Regions from separate parts of the Sus scrofa genome. Here region 1 is linked to region 2. Evidence: chromatin contacts called from public Hi-C data. All regions are on one chromosome and are shown on one strand. Each heading gives the region's core, a stretch centred on a gene start, on an enhancer-like site or on the middle of the called end of the contact. The rest is flanking DNA. Distances are from core to core; before and after follow the strand shown.

Region 1 (7,084 bases), core at 1,694-4,193, 310 kb after region 2:
ATCAGAACACCTGCGGTGTTTCCCATAAAATGAAACTGGCTCCTTTTGTGGCTTAGTGGGGTCACTGATCCCCTCTGTGCAAATGATGGAAAAACTGCTGTGTGTGTGTGGGGGGGGAATGACATGAACAAAGGAACCACTGATGTGCCAGAAGACTGGGGAGGAAGAGAGTGTATAGGGGCAGGGAGGGCAGCAAGGACTAAGGCTTCCTTCTCCACCCTAGGCCTGATGGAGAGAAGAAGGCATATGTTCGACTAGCTCCTGACTATGATGCTTTGGATGTTGCTAACAAAGTAAGCTTCCTTTACTACAAACTCCTTAACACCCCCCTTCCTGGGTGCAAATGATGTATCTCTAAGCGACCAAAGCCTGAATCAAACTTCGGTGATTAGTCTCAACTGACTGACTGCACCCCTGTCTTACCCCTTATCTTGTGCCCTCATTTTGCATTTTAACTATGACATTCCCACTTTAATCTTCACATTTCAGCTCCCAGTAACAAAGCTCCCTTTTGTTTTTCAGATTGGGATCATCTAAACTGAGTCCAGCTGGCTAATTCTAAATATAAAAGTCATCACTAAATGCATGCTTTTTTGTCTGTATGTTGATTTCTGGTTGGGAGGCCTTACTGTGGTATATACACACCTGAGTAAGAGGGCTTGGGCAAGACTCTTGGTCTCAGTTACCTAACCCTGTTGGGACACTTGGCACTGTCACCTCACCATACTTATGTCAGTGACCAGACTGGGGTTGGTGTTTTTAGGACAACTACAGCTTGCCTCCATCACAGAGGTAAGAGACCAAGCAAGAAGCTTTACAAGAACCTTTTCCTTTATCTCTGGAAGAGGCTTTGTATAAAACCAATACTCAGTTTTCATTAGCACCCATTTTAGGGCAGTGCGAGTTGGCTGCTGGCTTTCCCGTAGCACCTTGTCCCCACACCCATCTACTCTGTCCAACCGGTCTGTCTGCTTCCCTCATCCCTTGCCCAAGAAAGGACAAGGACTTCAGAAGAGTACTTTCATTAGGGTTTTCAATAGTAGGTGCAGATGTGAAAGGTGGAGAGCATGGCCCCAGAGGACGCCTCAGGTGAGGGCTGAAGTCTCAGTTTATATGTGAGGCTGTTTTTTGTCACAAGTCCCTGGGTCTGTGCTTTTCACTCGGTCAAGAACTTGTCCTTGTGTTTCTGCCTGGGTATCTGCTCAGGGCAGAAGTCAGAGCGGAGGAGGCGGGAAAAATAGATGAGGATCATGACATCCAGCATGAGCAGGATGCTCAGCAGGAAGGTTCCCAGGGTCCTTTGGCCAGCATAACCCAGGAAGAGATAGGTGAGGTAGGCCTGAGGGGCTAGGCGGAAGAGAAGATACATGACCAAGTTGATGTATTTGTTGACCCGATAGAGGAGGAGATCTTGGGCGTTACTGATTTTCATCATCATGCGTATCGTGAGGAAGATGTTGCTGACCTCCACCAGCAGGGTTAGGACACCGCCACCAACAAATCTGCTCCAAAAGATGCCTGAAAAGAAGGCACCCATGGCCTACAAGGCAAGGGAGAGAATGGGTTAGGGAACTCAGATGCCAAAGCTTTTCTGGAAGTTGGTGGGAATATGAAGGCTACAAGATTGGGGGCTAGGAAATCCTCCCGTTTGCATCTTTTGGAAACACAGTGTATTCAATACAATTACATTTTGAACCCTATCCACAAGTTCTTGCTATGGGTGGAGTTTTCAGGCAAAGAAAATGAGGCCACGATTGCTGGCCTCAAGTAGTGAAGCAAGGGTACAGAGACTACCAACCCTCAGCATTCTAGCATTAGACCATAGGCCCCTGGGTGGGGTTATCTCCCAGATTCAAAAAGGCTTAGATTAGGTTGCTAGCACCAGGCCTATTCCACATCCCCTGCTCACTTACCATGACGTGATGGACAAGGTATTCCCAAGAAGCCCGTGATTGATGACTAACCACGATATCCACCGTGTCGTGGATGAAATACCCTAGCCGAGGGATGGGGAAGAGGTCATAAACGGGACTGAGCAAGAAACATTCCTGTCCCTCCCAACTACTTAATACGAAGCAAGACCTACCTGCAGAGAAACAAACGAGCAGATAGCCAGAAAGCGACCATGCTGTTTCAATCTCTACCAGCATCTCCGGGGTCTGCCATATACTGGATGGGAGGGAAGAAGGCAGGCGCTTCACTCGGTATCCCCAAGGACCCACAACCATGCCAGTGCCCGGGGAGTCTGGGCTGGTGCTATTGGCTGACCGGGAGCGAGGAGGGGCTTGGCTGAAACCCAGGTGTTCGCCGTTTCCCAGGTGAGAACCCCCCTCCCCTGGGGCTGCAGCCGCTCCTGGTTGGACAGCATTCTAAACCGGGAATCAGGTGAGACTGCCTGGGCCTCAGCCCGCCAATGAGTGATGGGAAGAGTAATGCGGGATCCCCTAGCCGCCTTCACTCCCCCAGTCCTTCACTCACCACAGCAGCGCCCAGGTCCCTGACACAATGGAATGGGCGAAGGAGACGAGCAGGTTGTGCCAGCGCCAGGTGCGCAGGGGGTCGGCGCGCACGTGCGCCGGTAGGGCCAGGCGACAGAGCGCGTGCCGGAGCGCCCGGAAGGTCAGCGTGGCGCCCAGGAGCAGCGGCAGGGCGGGGAGCAGCATTGGGGGCATGCTGACCCTCCCTGCCTTCTGTCTGTTCGCCCTCTAGGCCGCCTCCTCCGGCAGTTCGGGAAAGGGACTTTCTTTTGGGCTGGTCCACCCCCGACGCCTTTCCTGGCGGCCGCCAGCCTCACACACACTGTCTCCGCGGAGCCCTGTAGGCCCCCTTCGCTCCTCCCGTCCCTTCCCGTCCGGCCTCTGCCCCCGCCCCCAACCACCCGCGCCCCCGCCCCGCCCCGCCCTCCTGTCCCCGCCCCTCCGGCGCCTCCGCAGCGCGGAGGGCGAGAGCCCCATTTCCCCTCAGGCCCCCCAGGCCCCGCCAGGCTCCCGCGGACTTTGGGCAAAAGAGGCTGTCCTGGGGCCGCCACCGCCAAGCCACCCCTCGCTGGCGCCTCCCGACTGCCGACGGAGTCCCGCTTCGCTCGCCTGGCCTGGTTAACCCAAATCCCCTGGCGTCCCAGCTCCCCTGCCTGGGCGGGCCCTGAGAGAACTCTCTCCTCCCTTACCTCCTTTACCCGCAAAGCTGGGCGGGACCCGTCACGCACCCACGTCTTTTAAATCCCTAAACCTGGGGACCAGCCGGTGCCCCGTATCCGACGATGATCTCTCAGACCGTATTTTTCCGCTAGCATCTTCAGGCCAGAGTCGAACACGTTTACCTGCCTCTACCTCATCCCGCCCAAGTCACTGCCTAGAATCTGTCGACTAACCTATCACCACCCCTCCTCCCAGCCGGCTCTTGGGCTCCTGGGGCCGCGCGGCAGTCACAGTCCTCCCTCAGACAGTCCCAGCTCTCTTCTCCCCGCTTCCTGGAGGCCGGAGCGGGGAAGACGGCCGATGTGCCCAGGCCACCAGGGTGACCCTCACTTTGCCGGCCAGTGGCCTGGAGCAGTTGCAACTCACGACCGCTAGGTGACAGCCTGTCCTCACGCGGCGTGGGATCCCCTCCCGGCGTACAAGGAAGGAGGTGGTGTTTTTGCCCAAGAGTTAACCAGACTCAGCGAACGAAAGGGCGGAGGTAAAAGAGAAGGGAGTAGTTGGAGCGGGGGTGGGGGGCTGCTCTGAGAGTGAGGGAAAACCAGAAGCCTGAGGCGCCAAGAGGTTTGGGTGTTTGCTCTGCCTCCCCTGATGGCTCCAAGGTTACACATTAACCTCTCTGGGGCTCCGGGTCAACCAAGGCCTGATCAGTTTCTAGGTGAGAACACGGAGTGTCCCAGCTGAGTGGCTTTCCCCCTTGCCCTCCTCTGCTCACAGGGCAGCTTTGTCCGCCGGACACCCTGGCCTGAGCCAGCTACCAACAGGCCCTCATGGGGCCTTTCCAGTGGTCATTCCACGTGGGTAGTTTTGGGTACCCTTTCAAGGGCCAGGGTGGGAACAGAAGATAAACACCCCTTTCCTCACGTTCCTCACCCACTCAGAAATAGGGACGCTATCCCTTAGCTAATCATCGTCCTTCCTGCTACCTTAACTGAGATTTTATAGAGGTCATGAAGGGCAGAAGGCGGTGGGTAGACACCTGGAATTAAACTCACTTCCGGCCAAGATCTTAGACTATTGTACTACTAACCAGCCCCCCACCTCTGGGCAGAAGATTTGAACCCATATCAGGCGAATGATTCTTTCCTCCTCTCCCGCCTGGATGCCTTCAGGTGGTAGTCCCGTTCCCTCCCATTTTCCCCCAAGGAAGTTCTCCCTAGTTGAGTATTGAAGGCAGATTTCCCTGCGGCAGCGGCAGCGCTGTGTGTGTGCGTTGGGGAGTTGGTGTTGACAAGCGCAGGGCTCAGTCTTGACAGCAGTGTCACCTTCTGCCTAGTCGAATCAACTTGCACAGCTCGGGATTTCCCCGGTTCCTCCCTAGGCAAACACGAAACTAACCCTGCACCCTGCCCCACAGACCGAGAGCGCTGACTCTCTCGGTTCAATTTTGGTAGTGTCTATCGTTTGCATGCCAGTGAGAATCTGCCCTATCCTTCGAAGCAGTCACTAGTTTGCAAAGAGGGATGCGGAGCGAGATCGGTCCTCGCCTCCAACCCTCATTCGGCGTGCGCAGGGAACCCCTCCAGTCTAAGAAAGCTTTGCGAGGGCGAGATGCGTGTGTGGGAGGTGGCTGGTGCTGTGTTGGCCTTTGCGGAGCGCGCCCCCCAAAACAGCGTATTACTCCATTCCTTGGACCCTGGAAGGGCGACTGCGGATCCCGGCCACAGGAACCCTGCAAAACAGCCAAAGCAGATGAGAGGCTGAACCAACACCCAACTCCCCCGGCTCCGCCCCGTAATTATCTTGCAGAGCAGGAGGCGTGGCTCTAGAGAAGGCGGGTTCGCGCAAGCGCCGCGCCTGGGCTTGAGGATTCCGGAAATGTGACTCTGAAAAATGAGATGGAGAAGTACGAGCGGATCCGAGTGGTGGGGAGAGGTGCCTTCGGGTGAGCCAGGGCTCTGGGGGAGGAAATTGCTACGGGAGAGGGAAAATAAGCCCCGCGAAATCGCTAAGCGCGAAATCGTTGCCTGCTCAGCCCCGCCCCGAAGCGTTAGCGCCCTCTACGAGAAGCCCCGCCCAGGCTTCCGGTCCCGGTCCTGGATGGGAAACTCCGCCTCCAAGGAGGTCACGCCCCTGGCTCTTCTCTGCGCCCCCGCAGAGTTCTGTTGCTCTATCCTGATTCATTCATTCAACAAATATTGAGCGGCAACTATACACGTCAGGATCTTGGTGCTGTGCACACAGCTAAGCCCAAAAGAGGCGTGGTCTTTTCCCTCTCCGAGCTTACAGACTAACGGAAAATTAGAAAATAAACAGGACATTGTTAAAGCAGTGATCAACAAACTGCCTGTGAGAATAGAGTACACCACCAGGGAGTATTCCTTTGGGGTGGTGAAAGAAAATTTCTCGGATAGTTGAGATTTAATGCCAAGACTTGAGGAATGAGGACCAGAAGTCGGAAGAAGGTAGAGTTTCTCAAGCAGAGGAACCAGTTTATGCGAAGGTCCTCACGTGGGAACGAATGCAGAGTATTCAAGGAACTGAGAAAAAGACTAATGTAGTTGGAATGTAGTGAGCAAGGTAAAGATGGAATAAAATGTTATTGTCACAGAGGGCGGAAACCAGATTATGGCTGCTGTAGGCTGAGATTAAGAAGTTGAATATATTTGCAGTGTAAAGGAAAGAGGTTTAAGCAAAGGAATGGTCTTTGCATTTTAAAAAATGTCACTCTGGAAGTTCCCGTCTTGGCTCAGCGGTTAGCAAACCCGACTTGCATCCATGAGGACATGGGTTCCATCCCTGGCCTCACTCACTGGGTTAAGGATCCTGTGTTACCATGAGCTATGGTGTAGTTGCAGATACAGCTCAGATCCCACTTTGCAGTGGTGGTGGTGTAGGCTGGGGGCTACAGCTCCGATTGGACCACTAGCCTGGGAATTGCCACATGCCTCGGGTGTGGCCCTAAAAAGAAATTTTTTTTTTTAATTTAAAATTAAAAAAAATCCAAAAAAAAAAAAAAAGATAAAAAGACAAAAAAAAAAAAAAAAAAAAAAAGGGAGTTCCCGTCATGGCGCAGTGGTTAACGAATCCGACTAGGAACCATGAGGTTGCAGGTTCAGTCCCTGCCCTTGCTCAGTGGGTTAACGATCCGGCGTTGCCGTGAGCTGTGGTGTAGGTTGCAGATGCGGCTCAGATCCCGAGTTGCTGTGGCTCTGGCGTAGGCCGGTGGCTACAGCTCCGATTCAACCCCTGGCCTGGGAACCTCCATATGCCGCGGGAGCGGCCCAAGAAATAGCAACAACGACAAAAAAAAAAAAAAAAAAAGACAAAAAAAAAAAAAAAAAGTCACTCCAGCTGCTGTGTGGAATTTGAATTTGAGGGTGAAAAGTGTGAAAAGGACCATTCAAAATTCTAGTGCAGTATTTTAGGCAAGAAATGATGATTTGGCCAAGAGTATATAGCAGAAGGTACAGAGAAAAATGAATGAGTACACAGTGTTTTGGAGGTAGAAAAGGATTTACTGATGTGTTAGTGTCAGATGGAGGAAAGATTCTGGTATGATTTTTAGGTGTTTGACTTTAATAACAAGGGATGATGGTGTCATTGACTGAGATGGAAGAAACTGATGAAAGAAAGGCTTTGAGGGCAGAAATCAAGAGTTTTGTTTCGGGAGTTCCCGTCGTGGCGCAGTGGTTAACGAATCTGACTAGGAACCATGAGGTTGCAGGTTCGGTCCCTGCCCTTGCTCAGTGGGTTAACGATCACGGCGTTGCCGTGAGCTGTGGTGTAGGTTGCAGATGCGGCTCGGATCCCGCGTTGCTGTGGCTCTGGCGTAGGCTGGTGGCTATGGCTTCGATTTGACCCCCTAGCCTGGGAATCTCCACATGCTGCGGAAGCGGCCCAAAAAATAGCAAAAAAAAAAAAAGAGTTTTGTTTCGAGGAGTTCC
Region 2 (7,308 bases), core at 647-3,146:
GATCGAACTTGCATCCTCATGGGTACTAGTTGGGTTATTACTGCTGAGCCACAGCGAGAACTCCCACAGCCCCCTCCTTCGGCTGGCTGTGCCCTTGGCTGCACTAGGCAAAGTCCAAGGTGTGGGGTCCGGGTGGAGGCAAGCCTCCCCCAGAAAGATCAACAGAAGCAAAGTCTGGCCTGAGCAAACAGCTTTTGATCAATAGCTCCATAATCACAGTCCCTCGGGCTGGCCCTCCCCCTTCCCAGGGGATCTCAGTCCCCAGCAGGAAAAGCAAGAACTGGCCAGCCCTCCATACCAAAGGAATGGCTCCAGAAGAGAAGTCTGAAGATGTCCTCCCAGCTGTCCCGCTGCATCAGGGCAAAGTGTGCAAAGACGTCCGACGGGGAGCTGCCTTCGCACTCCTCTCGACTGGGCTGCTGCTGGAACACATACTCCCAGTACTGTTTCCCTGGGGAGGGGTGGCCATGAGCAAGACTGGAAAGCCCAGAGGCTGTGGAAGTTAGGAGCTCCTGGTCCGGGGTGGGGCATAATCCAAGGCCTGTCCCCAGGGGAAGCAAACCAACCCTCCCACCCACCCACTGAGTACCTTTGAAGAAGTAGACCCGCTCCCGGCCACTGTAGCTATGAGCCGGCAGGGCCAAGGCTGCATCCACATCGTCCGGAATACCCTTGAAGCCTTCAGAGATCTCGCGGGGGTAATTGGGGTCCAGGACACCATCATCAAAGCGCCAGTACTGACTACCCTAGGCGCAGGGAAGAAGAGAGTCAGGAGGCAGCTGGCTGTGGCGGAGGCAGAGTCCTCCACCCAAGGCAGCAGCCCTATTCCCAGGCTTGTTGCCCAAGACCTGGAGCCTTGGGCTTCTATGTCCCACAGAGCTCCAGCCAGGGACCACAGGCTGGGATCCAGCCTTCTGGCCCACTCAGGTCCTGGGCATAGTCGCCCTCAAGCCCCTGCTGAGATAGCCTTGACCCTGACCCACAGTCCCTGGGCTGGTACCTTGAAGAGGTAGGTCTTCCCCTGACAGTTGATGCGGGTGAAGGCGGCATCAATGGGGCCCTTGATGCCCCAGACATCTTGGATGAGCTTGGGGTACCCAGGCCTCACTGCCTTTTCATCCAGCTCATAGCAGTACAGCCCTAGAGGAAGGGAGGCCGTGTGAGGCAGGATGCTCCTGCGGCAGACCCTAGTCCCAAGGTCTGCCATTCCAGTCACCTCGGAAGGCAAAGACGGAACCGTTCTTGAGGTTGGTGAAGGCATCAAAGGGTTTCCCACTGCACAGCTCTTCCTCAGGACCCCTAGATCATCAGTCTGAGGCCCAGGTGGTGGGGCCTCTTCCTCAGGTTTCAGAACCGGAGTCTCTTCAGTCTTGGCCAGCAGGACAGGGATCCTTGGCTCTTCTTGGACGCTGGTGTTGTGTCTGGTCTCCTCGTGGTAGTCATAGGCCCTGTACTCATCATCTGGCTGAAGGAATACATCCCCGCGAGTCACTGCAGACAAGGAGGGGGGTGGTGAGTCTCCAGCTGCAGAGGGGACCCCAGGCCCGCCCAGCCCCTCTGAACGCACCTTGGGGCTTGCACTCGGCCACGTAGTCAGCGCAGCAGCTCTGGTAGTAAGAGCACAGCTCGTCACACTGACACTTCCTTTCGGCAATGAAGCCGTCTGTGCAGCGGCCCTTGCACGACTCTGTGGAGAGGGAGTATGACAGCTGGCACCGCCCAGGCCAGGCCACACTTACCCACCCTACATTGACCCAAATGGTCACCAATATCCATATCCTCCCGCACCTTGGTCAGCCAGAGCAACCCATGCCAGCAGGGCCAGCATCAGAAGGGGCCTCAGGGGTGCCATGGCAGCACCTCCGGCCTCACGTCTGGTAAACTAGGTTCTGATGCCTGAGGAAGGGACAGAGAGATGAGAGGTCATGGATGAGGGAACCAGAGAAGAGGAGTTGCCTTTTCTACTGCTCTGTTTGCTCAAGCTCCAGTCCAGCCCCCAGAGCCCTGACTCCAGAGGCTGCTGCAGCAAAGGATCACGGTCCTGGAACTCCAGGCCTGGGAGAGCTGTAAATAGAATCCTTGCCAGGCTCAAGGTCATCTCGGAAGAGGACTAGCTCAGTGAGTCTGAGGGACAGAAAGAAGTCCCACTCTGGCACTCACTGGCTGTGCACCTTGGGCACAAAGCTTTAGTTGCCTTAGTTCTCTTTTTGGTAAAATGAGATTAATCATATTTGCCTCATGGGGTGTCAGGACCTAAAGCAGACAATCTGCCCAGTGCCTGGAGGAGCCCCAACTTCATTCTCCATAAATGGCTATTGATTCATGATCTGTTTGATCAGGCACAGCCCTCGCAGGATGGTTCACCCACCCCTTGTGTATTTAGGGCATTGAAGGGGGGTGGGGGTAGGAGCTATGCTGGTAAACACCCTGGTGAAAATTTATTTTTATCATGAAAAGAACAAAGTTTCATTTCTGGGTTCAGGTCTCTAGAGCATTGATTTCCAGAGGCTGGTCTTCACAGCACAGTGAGTTGGTGAATATTAACCCTTCGGACTGGCTGTGATTCCTGAGTCTTCCACTGATTTACTGCTCCTCAGCTGGCTATTCCCTGTCTCCATCCTCATCTTCCCCATCCATGAAGGGTGGCCCAGTTCCCCACATTTATTTTCTTTTCTGGGCACCCCATGGGCATAAGGAGTTTCCCCAGGCCGGGGATCAGATCCAAGCTGCAGTTGCAATCTATGCTGCAGCTGCAGCAATCCTGGATCCTTTAACCAATGTGCCAGGCTGGGGATCGAACCTGTGTCCTGGTGCTGCAGAGATGCGAGCTGCTTGTGCCACAGCAGGCACTCTTCCCCACACTTTTAGACTCCAGTGAGTAGGATCCCCCTACTCAGAAAATGCTCACTGGCACAAAATGCCTGATTTGGGGCCCACTTTTCGGAGTCCAAGGCCTCCTGAAGTCCTCCTCCTACCTGGAGCAAGTGATCTTTGGCGATTCTGCTGATTGCTTTCTTTTCTATAATGAGAGGGGAGAGTGACTTTGGACAATCGTTTCTATATGGACCTCAGTCTGTTAAAAGGCAGCACAAATTCCTACCTCATAGGCGCGTTGTAAGTCTTAATTGAGAAACAGGCATAAAGGGTTTCAAGAATTGCTGTTATGATAGCATTAGTAGGACAAGAGCACACCCAACCGTGCTGCCCTCACATTCCAGTGTCATTCCAGTGTCTCCAGTATAAAACCGAGGCAGTCCTCTCGCCCTCCTCCCTTTCCTCTGCATCCAGTGGAGGGGGCCCGGGGACCGGGCTCCGGGAGCCGGTCAGGGTGTGGGCACGGCTGGGGAAGTTTTAGCGTGAGGCTACGCCGGCGGCAGGGGAGGAGCCCCGCGTGACCGAGAGGCGGGGCGTGGGCTCCGGGTCCCTGGCTTCTCAGGGGCGGGGCTGCTGCAGAGCATCTCCGCGAACCCGGCCGGAACTGGAGCGCTCTTTGTTTGGCTTGCTGCCTCCTAGACCCTCCGGCGCCTAGGTTCATTCCTCCCGCCTCTCTGCTCTCTCCTCCTGCTTGCCTCCTTCATCCGGGCCTGCAATTCCCTTCTCTAACCTCTTCGTTCCAGATCCTGCCCTCACATTTCTGGTCAGCGCCCTTGCCTGGCACCCCTCTCTCCACCCTCCCTCCTGCATCTTCTTCCCTCGGGTCCCCTCTGGGGTCTTCTTTTTCCCAAGGTCTGGGTCGCTCCGCCCTCCGCCCCCCGCCCCAGGCCGGGGATGTGCCCTGCAGCCCCGCGCCCATGGTCCTGACGATACTGTTCTCTGCCTACAAGTTGTGCCGCTTCTTCGCCATGTCCAGCCCAAGACCAGGCGCTGAGCGACTAGCGGTGCCCGGGCCGGACGGGGGGGCGGCGCCGGTCCGTGGTGGACCGCGGGCGGTCGTGGGCCCCGCGAGGTGTCACCCGGGGTGGGTGCCGAGGTGCAGGGCGCCCTGGAGCGCGCGCTGCCTGAGCTGCAGCAGGCGCTGTCGGCGCTGAAGCAGGCGGGCGGCGGGCGGGCCGTGGGCGCCGGCCTGGCTGAGGTCTTCCAGCTGGTGGAGGAAGCCTGGCTGCTGCCAGCCATGGGCCGCGAGGTAGCCCAGGGTCTGTGCGACGCCATCCGCCTGGAGGGCGGCTTGGACCTGCTGCTGAGGCTGCTCCAGGCGCCGGAGCTGGAGACGCGTGTGCAGGCCGCCGCCTGCTGGAGCAGATCCTGGTGGCTGAGAACCGGTGAGAGGACCGGGCTGGGGGCGGGGGGTGTGGGCGCGCTGCGTGATGTGTCGCAGCAAGGGTGTGCCTGGGTCTCCTGCGTGCCTCGCACTATCCCCTGTTAGGGACCAGCGTATCATTTTACAGATGAGGAAGCTGAGGCTTGGGAAAGTTTAGTGACTTGCCCAAGTGTCACACAATGAACTAGTGGGGCAGCCGGGATTCTCCCCAGTGAGGCGAGGAATGAGACAGGGAGGGGAGGAACGGAGCAGTAGAACAGGAATCTGTCCCTGGTTCTGAGGATGGAGATGGGATCCAGTTGTCAGTGTCCTCTCAACCCAGAGCCCTCCTCCCCACAGGCTCCGGTGTGGGTCTGTGCTCCCTTCTGCCATGCCATCTCCCTCCTACTGAGGGAGGCTGAGAACACACTGCTCAGGAAACGGGAGGAGGGGGACCCTCTTCTGTCTCCCCGGACAGAAATGCGTGCTGACCTGAGGGTTACTCCACCTTCACGCCACCCCCGATGCACTTCCTGCTTCCTCCTTTTTCATTCTGGTTCATGCAACACTAACAGGGCAGACATGATCTCGTTCTGTGGTTGCTAATAGGGAACAGGAGGTTTTCTCTTGGGTTGAACCAGTGGGGGAAGAGGAAAAAGGAGCAGAGCTTGGCAGGGGCCGGGGTTGTGTTCTCTATGGCTTCCCCACACGGTGTTAAGATTCAGTGGGTGGGGTCCAGTTGAAGCCTGTTGCCACTCTTTCCTGCCTCTTGGGGTCTCCCCTGGAATATGAGCACCTCTGCCCCACTTTCTCTCCCCTCTGATGCTAGAACATCCAGGCTGTCACACTCCAGTCTCATGTTGAATTCTTGGGCCTCTCAGGTTTAGAAGGGTTTTGGGAAGGGTCACTTTCAGTGTATGCAGCTCTCACAAGTGTGATGGGTATGGATTAGGGATGCTTTCTTTTTCTTTTCTTTTCTTTCTTTTTTTTTTTCTGGCTGCACCCATGGCATATGGAAGTTCCCAGGCCAGGGATCAAATCTGAGCCACAGCTGTGACCTATGCCATAGCTGAGGCAATTCCGGATCCTTAACCCACTGCGCCACAGCAGGAACTCCTTCCTGCCATTTCCAAAAAGTAAAAATAACTTTGTGAATAGCGTAAATGATACAGTTGTCAAACGTGCAGGAGCGAAGCAATTTGAGTTGGGAGACCAAGTGAGGGTCCTGCTTGTTCAGCAAGTCATGAATCTCCCATCTAACGTCAGGCGTATCGATGGGGATGTGAATGTGGAGAGCTAGCAAATGGAGCAGGTGCTCACTGGATGTGGTGGGCCCAGGTTGCCAAGTGTACCCTGTGGACTTCCTATGTGGATGGGCCGCTTTAACCTAACTCCTGAAGAATGGGTGCAGCCAACACCCTAAGAAGAGGAGGGCTCCAAGAGGCAAATAGCACTGATATTTTTCAGGGCTGAAAATAACAATCCTCACGTGGTTCAGAATTACTGAGAAAGGAGTCACACTAACCAGTGTCCCTGGGTCCAAGAAATAACTCATTGGGCTGGCATCACTTCAGGACCAAGGACAGAGCCGGGGGGGGGTTGGTTACCAGGTCCTGATCAAATTCCAAAAGCCTCCCTGGAAAGGGAGACTCTCCCCACACCTCCACACGGCACAGGGAGGAGGCTGGAAGAGTGAGGGGGTGGGGACACACTGAGAATTTGTGTGTTTGGAATATTTTCCTTCCTCCATCAACTTAGCTCTTCTTAAAGAAGTTTCTTCCGTCAGTGCATCCACTCCTTTTGCCATTCCCTTTCCTGCAGTTCCCTTCTTCCCAGGGTGCTGTCACCAGGAGAAGCCCAGCAGGGGAGAGCCCTCTGAGCCTGGTCTCACAACACCCAGTGAAGTTCCCATCCTACGCCTAGCTCTCTAAATTCACAGCCTGCTCCCCCATCCAGGAACCATAATGAGGTTAAACGGCTTTCCCAAGAATACCAGTGAGTAGAGGGAGGATACAAGTTTAAAAAAACAAAAACAGGAGTTCCCATTGTGGCACAGTGGTTAATGAATCCGACTAGGAGCCATGAGGTTGCGGTTCGATCCCTGGCCTTGCTCAGTGGGTTAAGGATCCGGCGTTGCCGTGAGCTGTGGTGTAGGTTGCAGACGCGGCTCAGATCCCACATTGCTGTGGCTCTGGCGTAGGCTGGCAGCTACACTCCAATTGGACCCCTAGCCTCGGAACCTCCATATGCCACGGGAAGCGGCCCTAGAAAAGGCAAAAAGACAAAAAGACAAAAAAAAAAAAAAAAAAAAAAAAAAAAAAAAAAAAAAAAAAAGCAGACACCTACTGCACATAAATGCAAGTGCAAAGGTACCAAAAAGGTATATCCTTACACCTTCTTTCCCTCAGCCTCCTCCTTGGAGACAAACAGGTGAAATAAGTTTCTTGTGTGTTTTTCCAGAGAGCATCTATGCATATATAAGCACTTGCATATATGGGTATATTATATATACAGGCGTGCACATGTGTGTATATGCACCATTTGCTCCTCCTTTGCAGTGGGGATTTGAACCCAGACCCACAGCCTCTCAGGCTACAGAAGAATGGGGATTGTGTGAATAATTCTCACAACAAGTAGAGTTCAACTCTCTAAAGGTGCCAAGTGCACAGGGAAAGGCGAGGGCTGAGGCTCAAGAAATGCAGAATAAGGTCCTTTCTCTGAACGATGTTCCTGAACATGCCCTTTGCCACTGCAGTGACCGGCCTTGTTCCCATACGCCTGTGCTTCTCTGTGACAATCTCTTTGGGATATAAACCTAGGAGCCCACATTTCTGGTTCATAGAGTGTGTGTCTCCTTAATTTCCCTCACGTGCCCCAGCTGAGCCTCCACTTACACAGCTTCAGGGTTTCCACGACCTCACACCCCACAACCTTTCGTATCACCCAGCTTTGGCTTTTTGCCCATTTAATAGGTGTAAAGGGATAGCTGTCTTAATTTTTATTTCTCTGATTACTAATGCACTGGAGCATCTCTTGACTTGCGTGTTGCCCGTCTATGTCCTTCACCCCTT

What was found. A called contact is a pair of places that touch in the nucleus more often than the background predicts.
Region 1: a Hi-C map of liver shows a contact between it and region 2, with 6 times the contacts expected there. The contact joins the promoter of NEK8 here to the promoter of VTN in region 2. A contact is called at or near these places in 1 of 47 Hi-C or Micro-C datasets (liver) and 1 of 2 datasets of contacts at active chromatin or transcription factors (alveolar macrophages).

Annotation. Positions count from the first base shown.
Region 1 is chr12:44,960,152-44,967,235 of Sscrofa11.1, forward strand. It overlaps NEK8 (serine/threonine-protein kinase Nek8), which reads left to right and starts at 2,944. Exons shown (of 16, transcript XM_021067481.1): 1 at 2,944-3,678; 2 at 4,947-5,082. The coding sequence starts at 5,036. TLCD1 (calfacilitin) reads right to left here and starts at 2,872. Exons shown (of 3, transcript XM_013989985.2): 1 at 2,479-2,872; 2 at 1,914-2,169; 3 at 814-1,540. The coding sequence starts at 2,672. The coding sequence ends at 1,157. It overlaps RPL23A (60S ribosomal protein L23a), which reads left to right. Exons shown (of 5, transcript XM_003131772.3): 4 at 224-293; 5 at 523-586. The coding sequence ends at 537.
Region 2 is chr12:44,652,020-44,659,327 of Sscrofa11.1, forward strand. It overlaps VTN (vitronectin), which reads right to left and starts at 1,897. Exons shown (of 9, transcript NM_214104.1): 1 at 1,789-1,897; 2 at 1,568-1,687; 3 at 1,296-1,491; 4 at 1,217-1,293; 5 at 1,001-1,140; 6 at 590-746; 7 at 299-451. The coding sequence starts at 1,852. SARM1 (sterile alpha and TIR motif-containing protein 1) reads left to right here and starts at 2,345. Exons shown (of 12, transcript XM_003360057.4): 1 at 2,345-3,891; 2 at 3,894-4,220; 3 at 4,223-4,259. The coding sequence starts at 3,792.